Linked DNA regions of Sus scrofa: region 1 is linked to region 2. Evidence: chromatin contacts called from public HiChIP or PLAC-seq data. All regions are on one chromosome and are shown on one strand. Each heading gives the region's core, a stretch centred on a gene start, on an enhancer-like site or on the middle of the called end of the contact. The rest is flanking DNA. Distances are from core to core; before and after follow the strand shown.

Region 1 (5,483 bases), core at 2,506-5,005, 150 kb after region 2:
CCCCCCTTAGCAGTGCTTCCTGAGATCCACGACCCATCTCAAGGTCCCCTTTGGGAGGTGGATTCCAGGGGGAAAAGGGGAGACGTCCCCTTTTCTTTCACGGGCCCGGGGAATTAGGGGATGGGTAGGGGAGGTGGCTTGGGAGCTGCCCTCTCAAGAAGAAGGGACCGCCCGGGGTTGCCTCAGGTCACCCTTTCCCGAGAAATCCGAAAGAAGGGCCGGCAGAGCGTCTGGAAAATTCCAGGCGGCGGCGGCGGCGGAGGGATCTCTGCAGAGGACGCATCACTCCCGGGAGAGGGGGTGGGGGGGCGCGTGACTCCTCGTGATCGCAGGTGACGTCAGCGCCAAGGCGCGCGGGCGGGGGCGGGGCGGCGTCAGGCCCGCCAGGCTGGAGCCGGGGCCCCTCCGGAGGGGAGTGGGCACTGTTGGCAGGTTGGCAGCTGGGCTGCCTGTGGAGAACCGCACCCGCAGCTGTGCTTAGTGTCTGTCTCTGGTTAAGAAGCCCTGTTGTGATTTTTATTTTTAAAAGTTAATTAAAACGTTACATTTCCCCCCCCATTGCCTTTTGATAACTTGAGGGGCATGTATCATGGCTTTGTTATTCTCAGTTAACCAAGGCCTTGGAGGTTTGAAATGTTTCATCAGAAAAGATGTTCTTGTTGGGACAGAATACTTTATGATTATTCATTATGTAATAAATGGAAAAAGGCAGTTGCAAAGTAATGAAAAGCAAGATCTTGTTTGTGCAGAAAACAACACACGTGTCATTTCTTGGCCATCTGTTCCCAAGGGTAGAGATAGACATTCAATCCCGCTTTACTTCTGGATTGGGAAGTGGGGAAAAAGAGTTTTTGGAAAAACTAGTTTGTCCAGGCCAGTTTGCAGTCTGTGATGGGGGCCTGTTTGAGGACTGCTGCTGGGGAAGCTGCCTGCTGTCTGCCCCCAGGGAGTAGGCCCCCAGGCTGGGTCTCCTAAAATAAGGCAAAAGCAAGCCAGGCACGCTCTGATCCCCTCAGGCCCTCCCCAAGGGCCTGAGCGCTTGGGGAGAATTTCAGAATTGGTAGTTGGCATTTCCTGTGCCAGTGTGGGGCTAGAAGAAAGAGGAAGGACAGCTCCCCTCCCACCCCCCGTATGGCCTCCTTTCAGCCCTGGGCCCCTTCAGCAGGGCGTTGGAAGGACAGTGGTCAGAGTAACCAGAACTGGGAATGGCTTCTCTGACCAACTCCTGCCAGAGGTCGCCTCCCAGAATACCCTCCCACACCCCAGCAAACTGCCTGTGATGACAGGCTCCCTTGGCAACAAGGGGAAGATTTTTTTTCCCCCCTTGCCTCTGCAAGATGGCATCTGCGGGTGGGGCAGGCCAGCTGCCACACCCGCCCTGTGTTCTCAGAAAACTGGTGACTCTCATGTGACCCTCCTCCCAGAAGGTCAAGTAGGTGACAAGCCAGGGCTTGTTCACAGGACTGCTCAGGGAAAGATTCTGGCAGTTTGCTCTTCCCCAAGATCTTCCTCATCCGTCTCATCCTGGCAACATGTCCAGGGGTGGGTCGAGGAGACTGGGCCTGAAAGAACAGTGTGGAAAGAAGGACTTGCCTGTCAGAATGTTCTAGAAAGGCTGGGAGGTGTGTGTAATCCCAAGCAAATGCCTTCCCTGCTGTGTCATAGTGCCAAGCTGTGGGCTCAGCCCTTTATTTATCTCCTAGGCGCCTGAGAGGAGGTAGTCACTGCGGAGTGGCTTGCTACTTTTTTTGGCCACGTCTGCAGCAGGCAGAAATAGCTGGGTCAGGGAGTGAACCTGAGCCAGGGCAGTGACAACGCCGGATCCCTAACCCACTGTGCCACAAGAGAACTCCTGTAGCTTGCTTTTTTCTCTCTCTGGTCTAATTACCTTCCTCATCCACACGTCATTCCCAAATCCCAGGAACAAACTGTATTAGATTGTATTTTTCAAAAGAGCAGGAGTAGGTGGAATTAGCAATGCACAAAGCATTAGGATTCTGCGCTGCTTAGGACTCTCCAACACGAAAGGAACTAAGGCCTTCCTTTGTGCCCCTGTGTCTGGAGGGGTCCCACCACCCACTCCATTTTCAAGGATAAATTGGCACAGTGTCCATGGGCCCTGGCTTAGAAGCTCTCCGGGCAGCATGGCTAGCTTTTGTTGGAGCTGGATTGTCTCTGAGGAGGAATGAGGGTAGAAAGCCACACAGGGACCTCTCTGTCCGGCCTTTGGGGCCAAGGCTGTCCTTACAGTGAGATGGACAAATGGAAGGCTCGGGTCCTGCCTCTTTCTGCAAATAAGGCTGAAAATACCTCGGGAGTATTTTTACAGAGAGGAGGGCAGGGCAGCCAGTGCGTCAGCAGATTTCTCCTGAGCAAAACAAGCTGTTCCAGGAAACGGCAGTAAACAAGAGAACTTTGGTCCCTGGGTGGGGCTGGGTGATGAGAGGCCTGCCCCACCCGGGGGGTGGTTGAGACCTGCTCTTCCTGGGGCAGTGCCCTGAGGGGCTCATGGCTGGGGGGACGGGGGGGGGGGAGGACCCCTTGGGCAACATCCGGATTTCAGGGTCAGGGCCAGGGCTCCAAGTCCTTTCTCACAGCCAGGATTGCCTTCCCTTCTCGTTCTGAAGCCTGCTTAGTTTTGTTTTCCTGAAAACACATCAGCCCAGGACGGGTCCCAGGAGAGAGAAGAGGGGCGAGAAAGGGCTGGTGCTTTAGGGTCAAGATGGGTAGGAGGGTGATGATATTGCTGCCACCACTAGAGAATGTGCCAGAACCCTGCTCCCGTCTCTCACAGGCCCAGTACTAGAGCTGTGGCCTCCTGGGTCACCTTGGACTTGTAACGGAGCAGGACCCTGGGAGGCCTTCCCAGAATAGACCCCCACTCATCTCCTCCGCTTGCCTTTTTAGCTATAGAAAAACTTGAACGAACCAATTTAATCAGGGAATGAAAAAAAAAAAAAAAAAAAAACAAAGAAAACAGTAATAACAGCTCAGCCATTCAACAAAGTCAAGGACCTTCAGTTCCTCAGAGACTTTAGATAGGAGTTCCTATTGTGGCTCAGCAGGTCAACAACCAACTAGTACCCAGGAGGATGCAGGTTCAATCCCTGACCCCGAGCAGTGGGTTAAGGACGTGGCATTGCCGTGAGCTGTGGCTGAGGTCACAGACTTGGCTCAGATCTGGCGTGGCTGTGGCTGTGGTGTGGGCCAGTGGCTGCAGCTCTGATTTGACCCCTAGACCGGGAACTTCCATATGCTGTGGGTGCAGCCTTAAAAAGAAATTAAAAAAAAAAGAAAGATAAAGAAAGAAAACCAAAGCCTATAGATAATATTTTGAGCCATGACCCTGGAGCTGTTTTGCAGGTGCTGAAGCTCCCACCGTTTGGAAGAAACCACCTAACTCGATGCTGCCCACAGCACGTAGACCCCAGACCCGATGGAACCAGCACGTTAAAGCTGCCGACTCCCAATGACCTCCCCACCCACCAATCAGGAGCATGTCCAGGAGCTGACCACGGCCGGCTCCTCGGACACTGTAGGACTCCTCACAGTCCCCTCCGAGGGCGGCACCAGCCTGCTGTGTGTTCCCTCTTTGCCTGGCAGTTAAAGCTGCTTTTTCTGCTTCCTCCAACTGTCTCCGTGCTTCTGTCTGGCACTGGTGCCGAGATTTCGACTCTCCCCCTCCCAGGAGCCCCTCGGCCTGGGCCTCTCCCTTCAGAGCCCCAGGGCCCGGGTTTCAGGGCCTGGGTAAGGAAGTGCACAGTCACTGCGTGCTGGCCGGGAGCCCTTCCTGCCCTGGCTCGCCTCCCAGCGGCCCAGCGGGAACAACCCGGACCTCCGCCCAGCCCCCACTGGCCTCTCCTGCCCTGGCAGGAAGCTGGGCCCCAGCCTGGTCTGGCCCACCCTGCTGCAGGCCCCCGGGCAGGCCCTTCGTCAGCTCTCCAGCCGGCTTTCCCTGTTCTCACCTCCTCGCTTTAACAAAAGAGTCTGCCTGGAAGCACTTAACCCAGTGGCTCTGCCTGGAGGTCACCTTCCCAGTGAGACTCCATCCCCACCCCGTCCTGCTGGGACGTGAGCTCCTCAAGGGAGGGCCTTCCGTCTGTTTGTCCTCCCCTGGGCCTCTGAGCTGGCAGTCCCCGAGACGGCCCTGGCGTGGAGCGGATCTTGATAAATGTGTTGACCAAACAGTTGTGCCCACTGTGAGGCTCTCGGTCAATATTTGTGATGTTTCTGGGCTGATCGGAGGAAGGAAATGAGTTCCCAGGTCAACAGCAGGCCCACAAAACAGGTGGCGGGCCCGGATCTGGGGTCCCGTCCACCCCGGACTCCCAAGTCAGGACATATGGAGAGGGTGGTGGGGTCGGGGTGGGGGGACTGCTGTTCCCTGTGGCCGGGGGCCCAGCAGCTCCCAGGAAATGGCTGGTGCAGCTCAGGGAGACAGGGGAGCCTCTCTTGGCGGACGTGGCAGAAGGCGTTTGAGGGGGAGGGTGTCAGGGGTTGGTTCTCCCGGTTTATAAGGCAGAGGAGGAAGTGGGCCAGTCCACCTGCATTTCCTGCTCTCATTTTGGGAGCCCATGTGTGTCCAAAAGAGAGAGGGACAGGAGTTCCCGCTGTGGCACAACGGGATCCGGCAGTGTCTTGGGAGCACTGGGTCTCAGGTTCCATCCTGGCGCAGTGGGTTAAGGATCCAGCATTGTTGCAGCGCAATTTATGCTGTGACTGCATCTTGGATCCGATGCTCCCTGGCCTGGGAACTCCATGTGCCTTGGGGAGGCTGGAAAAGGAAAAAAAGAAAAGGCGGGACAGGCAGGGAGGTGATCCTGTTAGGAGGGGGCTCTCATATGTGTGACCTATGCCTCCTCTGGGGTTCCAAGGGCCCCCCAACTGGGAGCCCCCTGCTTCTAGCGCCAGGCCTTGGGCGAGCCGTGGCTCCAGGAACTAACTGCAACGCCATCAGTCGCCTTCATCCAGCTCTTTGGGACGCTCTGCCGTGTACAGAGGCATCAGGGGGGCCCTGGTGCCCAGCCCCGCTCCCCAGCCTTGCACGAGCCGGCCTGCTGCCTGGAGCTCACGTTGCCCTTTTCCTGCCAACTCCTTCACTGGCTCATGGTCGCCTCCCTGTGTCCAGAAAGCCCTGCTCACCAGACTCTCTTGTCCCCCCTCCCGAGTGCCAAGCACCGACGGGGAGCAGCAGGAAGGCCTGTGGAATGAGGTACCCGGTCCCACAAGCCTTGCCTCCCTGGACCACTGTCGCCCCACCAGTGGCCCCAGACGTCCTCGGGCAGGCCCCCTGTTGCTGACGGAGCAAGTCCCAGCTTTGGGGGGCCCCACCCTTTGGCCCGTGTCCATCTCACCAGCCTCGCCGCAAGCCTCACCCACCAGGAACCTTGGTGACAGCTCCTCTGGGTGAGCAACCTGGTGGTGCTGAAAGCCGCCCCTTCCCAGGCCTAGGTCTGCACAGCCCCCCCAGGGACCCTCTCCTC
Region 2 (5,306 bases), core at 2,570-5,069:
CGCAGCATCGGCGGGTCCGGTCCTCGCGCGCGCAGGCCCGAGGCGGCGACCCGGCGCGGCCGCGGGCCGACGGGCGCTGCGGTCCGGAGGGGCCCGGAGGGGCGAGGACGGGTGGGTCCGCGCGGCCTCAGCTCAGCACGCAGCGTTCGCGCCGGCTCAGCTGCCGGCTCAGCTTGCGACGCCGCTGCTCCAGGCCGCGTTCCAGGCGCTCGTCCTCCTCCAGGGCGCTGCGAAGGAACCGGGTCAAGTCAGGCCGAGCGTCGGCGCCCCCGAGGTCCAGACCGAGCGGGTCTCCGCGTGCAGCGCTCCCAGCTCCCAGCGCACCCCGGCCCCACTCACATCCGCTCCTTCTGGTCCAGGTTTCGGACCAGCTCGTCGCGCTGGTTCACCAGCGACACCAGCTCCTCCAGCAGGAGCTGCTCCCGGTGCTGCTGCGCGGCCGTTTTCAGCCAGTCTGGGGGCAGAGGAGGCTGAGGGTCAGGGGACTCCAGCCCCCGCCCCGTCCTGGTCCCCAGTCCCTGCGGCCCAACACGCACCTTCAATGGCCAGCATGGCCCGTAGCTCCCGGCTCAGCAGCTCGAACCTCCGCTCTAAGTCCTGCTCTTCGATGCTGGGGGGTGGGGTGCCAGGTCAGGGAAAGAGGAAGGGGAGGGAGTGCCCAGGGGTCTGACCACTCCACTCCCCGGGCCCCAGCCCACCTCACGGCCAGTTCCCATAGGGGCCTGGACTGAGGGCACAGCTACACACCAGTTCCAGCTGGGAATCATCTGCTTCAACTCTTCCCCACCCGCGGGGTGTATATATTGCCTCCTCCCCGTGGCCCACCCCCTTTTTAAAAAATAAGAAACTCAGAAGGATTTCTTGGATGGATATTGCTCATAAACAGCAAGTATTAGACTAAAATTATTCTGCAAAAAATGATCCAAAACGCAAATGGAAAGCAAAAGCACCTCTGCCGTGCAGGACTATAAAGGCAGCGATGACTCAGAACTGCTCTTGAGGGAGCTCCCTTCTTGGCTCAGCGGTTAACAAACCCGACTAAGATCCATAAGGATGAGGGTTCGATCCCTGGCCTCGCTCAGTGGGTTCAGGATCCGGCGTTGCCGTGAGCTGTGGTATATACATCGCAGACGTGGCTCAGATCTGGCGTTGCTGTGGCTGCGGTGTAGGCCGGCTGCTGCAGCTCTGATTCAACCCCTTGCCTGGGAACCTCCATATGGTGCGGGCGTGGCCCTAAAAAGACAAAAAAAAAAAAAATTGTTTTTTGAATTGACCTCACTTGGGAAACCAACTCTGCTGTCCCCAGGCCTCAGCGTCCCTTACTCTAAAGGAGAGGGGTCACACTGGGGCACTCAGCGATGACCTGGCACATTTTTCTTTGGGCCTTGGTTGTCTCCTTCATAAAAATAGTACCAATTTAAGAAGTATGTATTTTTTACAGGAGATTAGGGGAACAAAAAAATAAGATGGTTGAGCAATTTCTTTAAAAAAAAAAAAAAAAAGCCCCCAAAACCAAACCAAATACTTTGTAGAAGAAGGAAGCAGTAAACAGTTCCAGTCAAAGCAGTTAAGATTCCATCTGCTCTGCCGGCCCTGGGTGGGCAGGGGTGGGGCCTGAACCCGGAGGGAGCAGCACTCACAGCAGCTGCAGCTGGTCCTGCCTCCGGATGAGCGCGTTCTTCTTGTTGACCAGTGTGAACCACTCCTGGATCAGCACCTCCTCCTGCAGCCGGTTGGCACCTGAATTGGGCCAGGACAGTCGCCAGGCCTGCCACCGTCTGGAGCAGGGCAGCTGGGGATGGGGGGAGGGGGCTTGTTCCCTTGCAACATCCCAGAAGCCAGAGCTGTGGGCCTCCAGCAGGCTGCTTCCCCCGCTCAGGGACTCAGTGTGCCTGGCTGTAAATGGGGGTCATTGCCCCAGCCTTGTCTCCTCCCAACTCCTCTCAGGCCCAGAAAGCGCTGCAGGGTGGGCCAGGTCTGGGGGCGTGTGTCGCGGCGTGGAGTCCCGACCTTGGCCCCACCTGACTCCATGAGGCTCCTCAGCTGCGTCTCCACCTCGGCCGCCCGTCCATCTATCTGCCTCTGTTCCTGTTCCAGGGCCTGCAGCTCTGCGCACACGTACTGGCTTGTGTCCTGGAAACGTTGCTGGGTGGAAGGAGGGGGGGCAGAGGACAGGGTGGGCTCAGCCCAGGCCCCATCTAGGAGGCCCACCCACCCAGTGGCTCCTCCCACCTCAGCCCTCCTTACCAGCCCAGCCTCCTCCCCCGGGCTTGGGGGTGGTTCCTCCGCAGCGGGAGTCCCACCTGCAGACAGAGACCAGGCTAAGGTGCTCAGCCGACACCTGCGCCCGCCTGGAAGGTCCCCAGCTCAGGATCTGTGACAGTCACCACCCCTTCGAAACTACTCACCAGGGGGCTGCTGTGGGGCTGTGGCGGGGGCAGGGCCAGGGGCAGGGCTGGGGTCAGGGCTCACACCTTCCTGCGGAGGAAGAGGCCAGTGAGGGCTTGGAGGGGCTCCCCAAGGTCTACCCTGGGGCCAGCCAGAGCCTCACTCACGTGGGAGGAAGGGGCCTCAGTTCCAGGCCCTGCCTGCAGCCCCAGCGGCTGCTCCAGCCCGGGTGCTCAGAACTCCACCCCTACCCCCTGGGCAAAGCGCCTCCTCCCGCAAGGCCCGCAAGGCTCTGGCCTCCGCGGCTCCTGGCGCTGTGGTCCTGGGCTGGTCCACTCCCACTCGTTGAGCCTCGCAGTCCTCATTCCTGGGGCCTCACGGGGCCTTTGTGAGAGTCTGGGGTGAAAGGCTGGGACCTTTCCTTCCTCCTCCCGCCCCCTCCCCCACGGCACTCCCACAGGCCAGGGAGCTGACCTGGATGTGGCCGTGACGAGGCAGTGCCTCCATGTCCTGGCCAAAATGGGACACTGTCCCACCTTATCAATCCCACACCTAGAGAACGCTGTGCTTTTCACATAACACTCAGAACCGAACAGGCGGCTGGACCCATCCATTACAGCCTCTCATGTGCCCTGCCCCTGGCAACCCGCAGGGGCTATCAGCCCTGGAGGCCCCCACCTTGGATCTCAGCTGATAGCCGAGCCCCTTTGGTGGCTACTGCTCTGGCCACCTTTCTAGGTCATGAGGTGGGGAGAAAGCTTTGAGCCCCCCCCCACTGTCCACCCCACGGTGTACCTCGCCAAGAGGCAGCCCTGGACATCCCTGCCTCGGGTGACAGCCGCTCTGGCCTGGGCCAGTGGCAGCCTCTTCACTAGTCACCCCCTCTTTCCCTGCCTGCCGACTTTACCCTCCAGCCACAACCGAGAAGGCTTTCTAAACAGAGTCAGTCTCCCACACCCGGCCCTCGGCCCCCAGCCTCATGGCCAAGGCCTGCTGGCAGCTCCAGCCTCAACTCCCACTGCCCGGAACCCCACCCAGATGCCACCCTCTGGCCACAGTGATGGGACTTTCACTTCTCCAAACTGTTTCCTCAGCCTGTTTCCTTGGCCTCTATCTTGGGCTGCTGGACACCAGCGCGACCTTTATGACCCAGCTCCTCCCCGCCTCCTCCAGAGGCCCCTTCACACGGCTTTCTTCCTCCGTCCCTGGCTTTCATGCCTCCTGAAGCCTCCCCAATTCCCAGGCTGGGCAGATCCTTGCCCACCGTGGCCCCCAGGGCCTCTCGCGTCCCAGCTCCAGCCCTACCCCCAGCCTGTCACGGCTGTTGGTCATCCACGCCTCCCCCAGCAGAGGCAGCGGCTGCACACAGGCTGGGGTCCAGAGGACACGCTCTGGTTCAAAGTCGTGGCTAAGACGCCTTAAGCATTTGTTCGTGTGTGGGCGCTGTGCACGAACTGACTCATCAGCTCTCCCAAGAACACTGTCCCTGCTTTACAGACGAGGAGACAGAGGCCCACAGGTGACATTCACACAGGACCTGGCCTAGGCCTGTCTAATCCAAAGGTGACTTCCCAAGCTAGGCCACCAATTTGCTATTTGCCTCTGGGCCAGTCATGGCCACTGGGCCTGTCTGTGCCCTTGTATGTATGATGGGGAGGAATCCCAGGCCTGGGTAATCTGGGGGTTGCCGGGCTCCAGAAGGCATCTGGGGAAAAACACAGTCACCCCCGCTTTTGTCTTTTTCAGGGCTGCACTTGCGGCATCTGGAAGTTCCCAGGCTAGGGGTCGATTCGGAGCTGTAGCTGCCAGCCTCCGCCACAGCCACAGCAACGCTGGATCCTTAACCCACTGAGGGAGGCTGGGGATCAAACCCACGCCCTCACGGATACTAGCCGGGTTCATCACCACTGAGCCACAACAGGAACTCCCAGTTCCTTTTTTGATAGTGCCCTGCAGGGGTGTCTCAATGCCACTTGACAAACTTTCATGTCTTTGCTTCTCCTCCTCAGGAAAAGAGTACAGAGAGCAAGTGGCTTGTCTGGGGTCACGCAGCCAGTTAATAGTCCTGGGCCCAGTAGAGGGTCCTGAGTTCACTCTCAAGACGAATGTGACTAGCATCCACGAGGACGCAGGTTCGATCCCCGGCCTTGCTCAGTGGGTTAAGCATCTAGCGTTGCCGTGAGCTGTGGTGTAAGTTGCAGATGCCGCTCGGACCCCGTGGTGCTGTGGCTGTGGTGTAGGCCAGCAGCTGCAGCTCCAATTCGACCCCCTGGCCTGGGAAGCTCCATATGCCACAGGTGCAGCCCTAAAAAGATTTTTTAAAAAGGAAAAAAAAAGAGTTCCGTCTCAGAACCAGGGTTCCTCTATCAACTCAATCAACTCCCTTTATCTCTTTCCTCATCTCCCTTAGCCTCAACCCTCCCATGTGCAAAATGGGGTAACCGCTCCCCAGAAGGGGCACTGAACAAGTTGGTGAGGGGTTGTGGGGGGGGGCAGGGCAGGCACACAGTGATTGCTCAACATGGTGGCAGAGGCAGGAGAGTGGAGAAACCCGAAACTCAGCAGCAACTAAGCTTACTTACACCAGCCCCGACGGGAATTCCAACGCCTCCTCGTGTCTGCGCCAAATTCCCCTTTCTACCCCCTCACGCGGGCCGCTCCTCCAGGAAGCCCTGCTGAGCTGCACCAGAGGCACCCTGCCTTCTCATGGCATTGCTTCAGCCTCTCGCCGGCTTCCAGATGCCGACGTCATTCTAGCCAGGACTCTGGGAGCCCCCACGGCCAGGGGCGGCCCCTGCCTCCTCCCACGGCTCACCTAAGGATGGGGGACGGGGGGTGAAGGGGAGCCCCCTCCAGCCCCACGCGTCAAATAGCTTCTGTGGGACAACGGCTGGAGGAAGGGCCTGGCTTGGAAGGAC

What was found. HiChIP or PLAC-seq counts read pairs in DNA pulled down with a chosen protein or histone mark.
Region 1: an H3K27ac HiChIP or PLAC-seq map of alveolar macrophages shows a contact between it and region 2. The contact joins two enhancer-like sites. A contact is called at or near these places in 2 of 47 Hi-C or Micro-C datasets (embryonic fibroblasts and fetal liver) and 1 of 2 datasets of contacts at active chromatin or transcription factors (alveolar macrophages).

Annotation. Positions count from the first base shown.
Region 1 is chr2:6,811,881-6,817,363 of Sscrofa11.1, forward strand. No RefSeq gene overlaps it. Among named protein-coding and RNA genes, the nearest start is that of FRMD8, 29 kb to the right of the region's middle. Within about 2 kb of position 3,756, at least 57 of the 83 cell types and tissues checked have an H3K27ac peak or open chromatin away from gene starts, as enhancers often do. A contact at or near this core is called in alveolar macrophages, where this site is marked.
Region 2 is chr2:6,662,977-6,668,282 of Sscrofa11.1, forward strand. EHBP1L1 (EH domain-binding protein 1-like protein 1) reads right to left here. Exons shown (of 18, transcript XM_021082847.1): 12 at 2,409-2,478; 13 at 2,248-2,303; 14 at 2,022-2,145; 15 at 1,641-1,740; 16 at 537-610; 17 at 340-454; 18 at 1-227. The coding sequence ends at 128. Among named protein-coding and RNA genes, the nearest start is that of KCNK7, 7.8 kb to the left of the region's middle. Within about 2 kb of position 3,820, at least 14 of the 83 cell types and tissues checked have an H3K27ac peak or open chromatin away from gene starts, as enhancers often do. A contact at or near this core is called in alveolar macrophages, where this site is marked.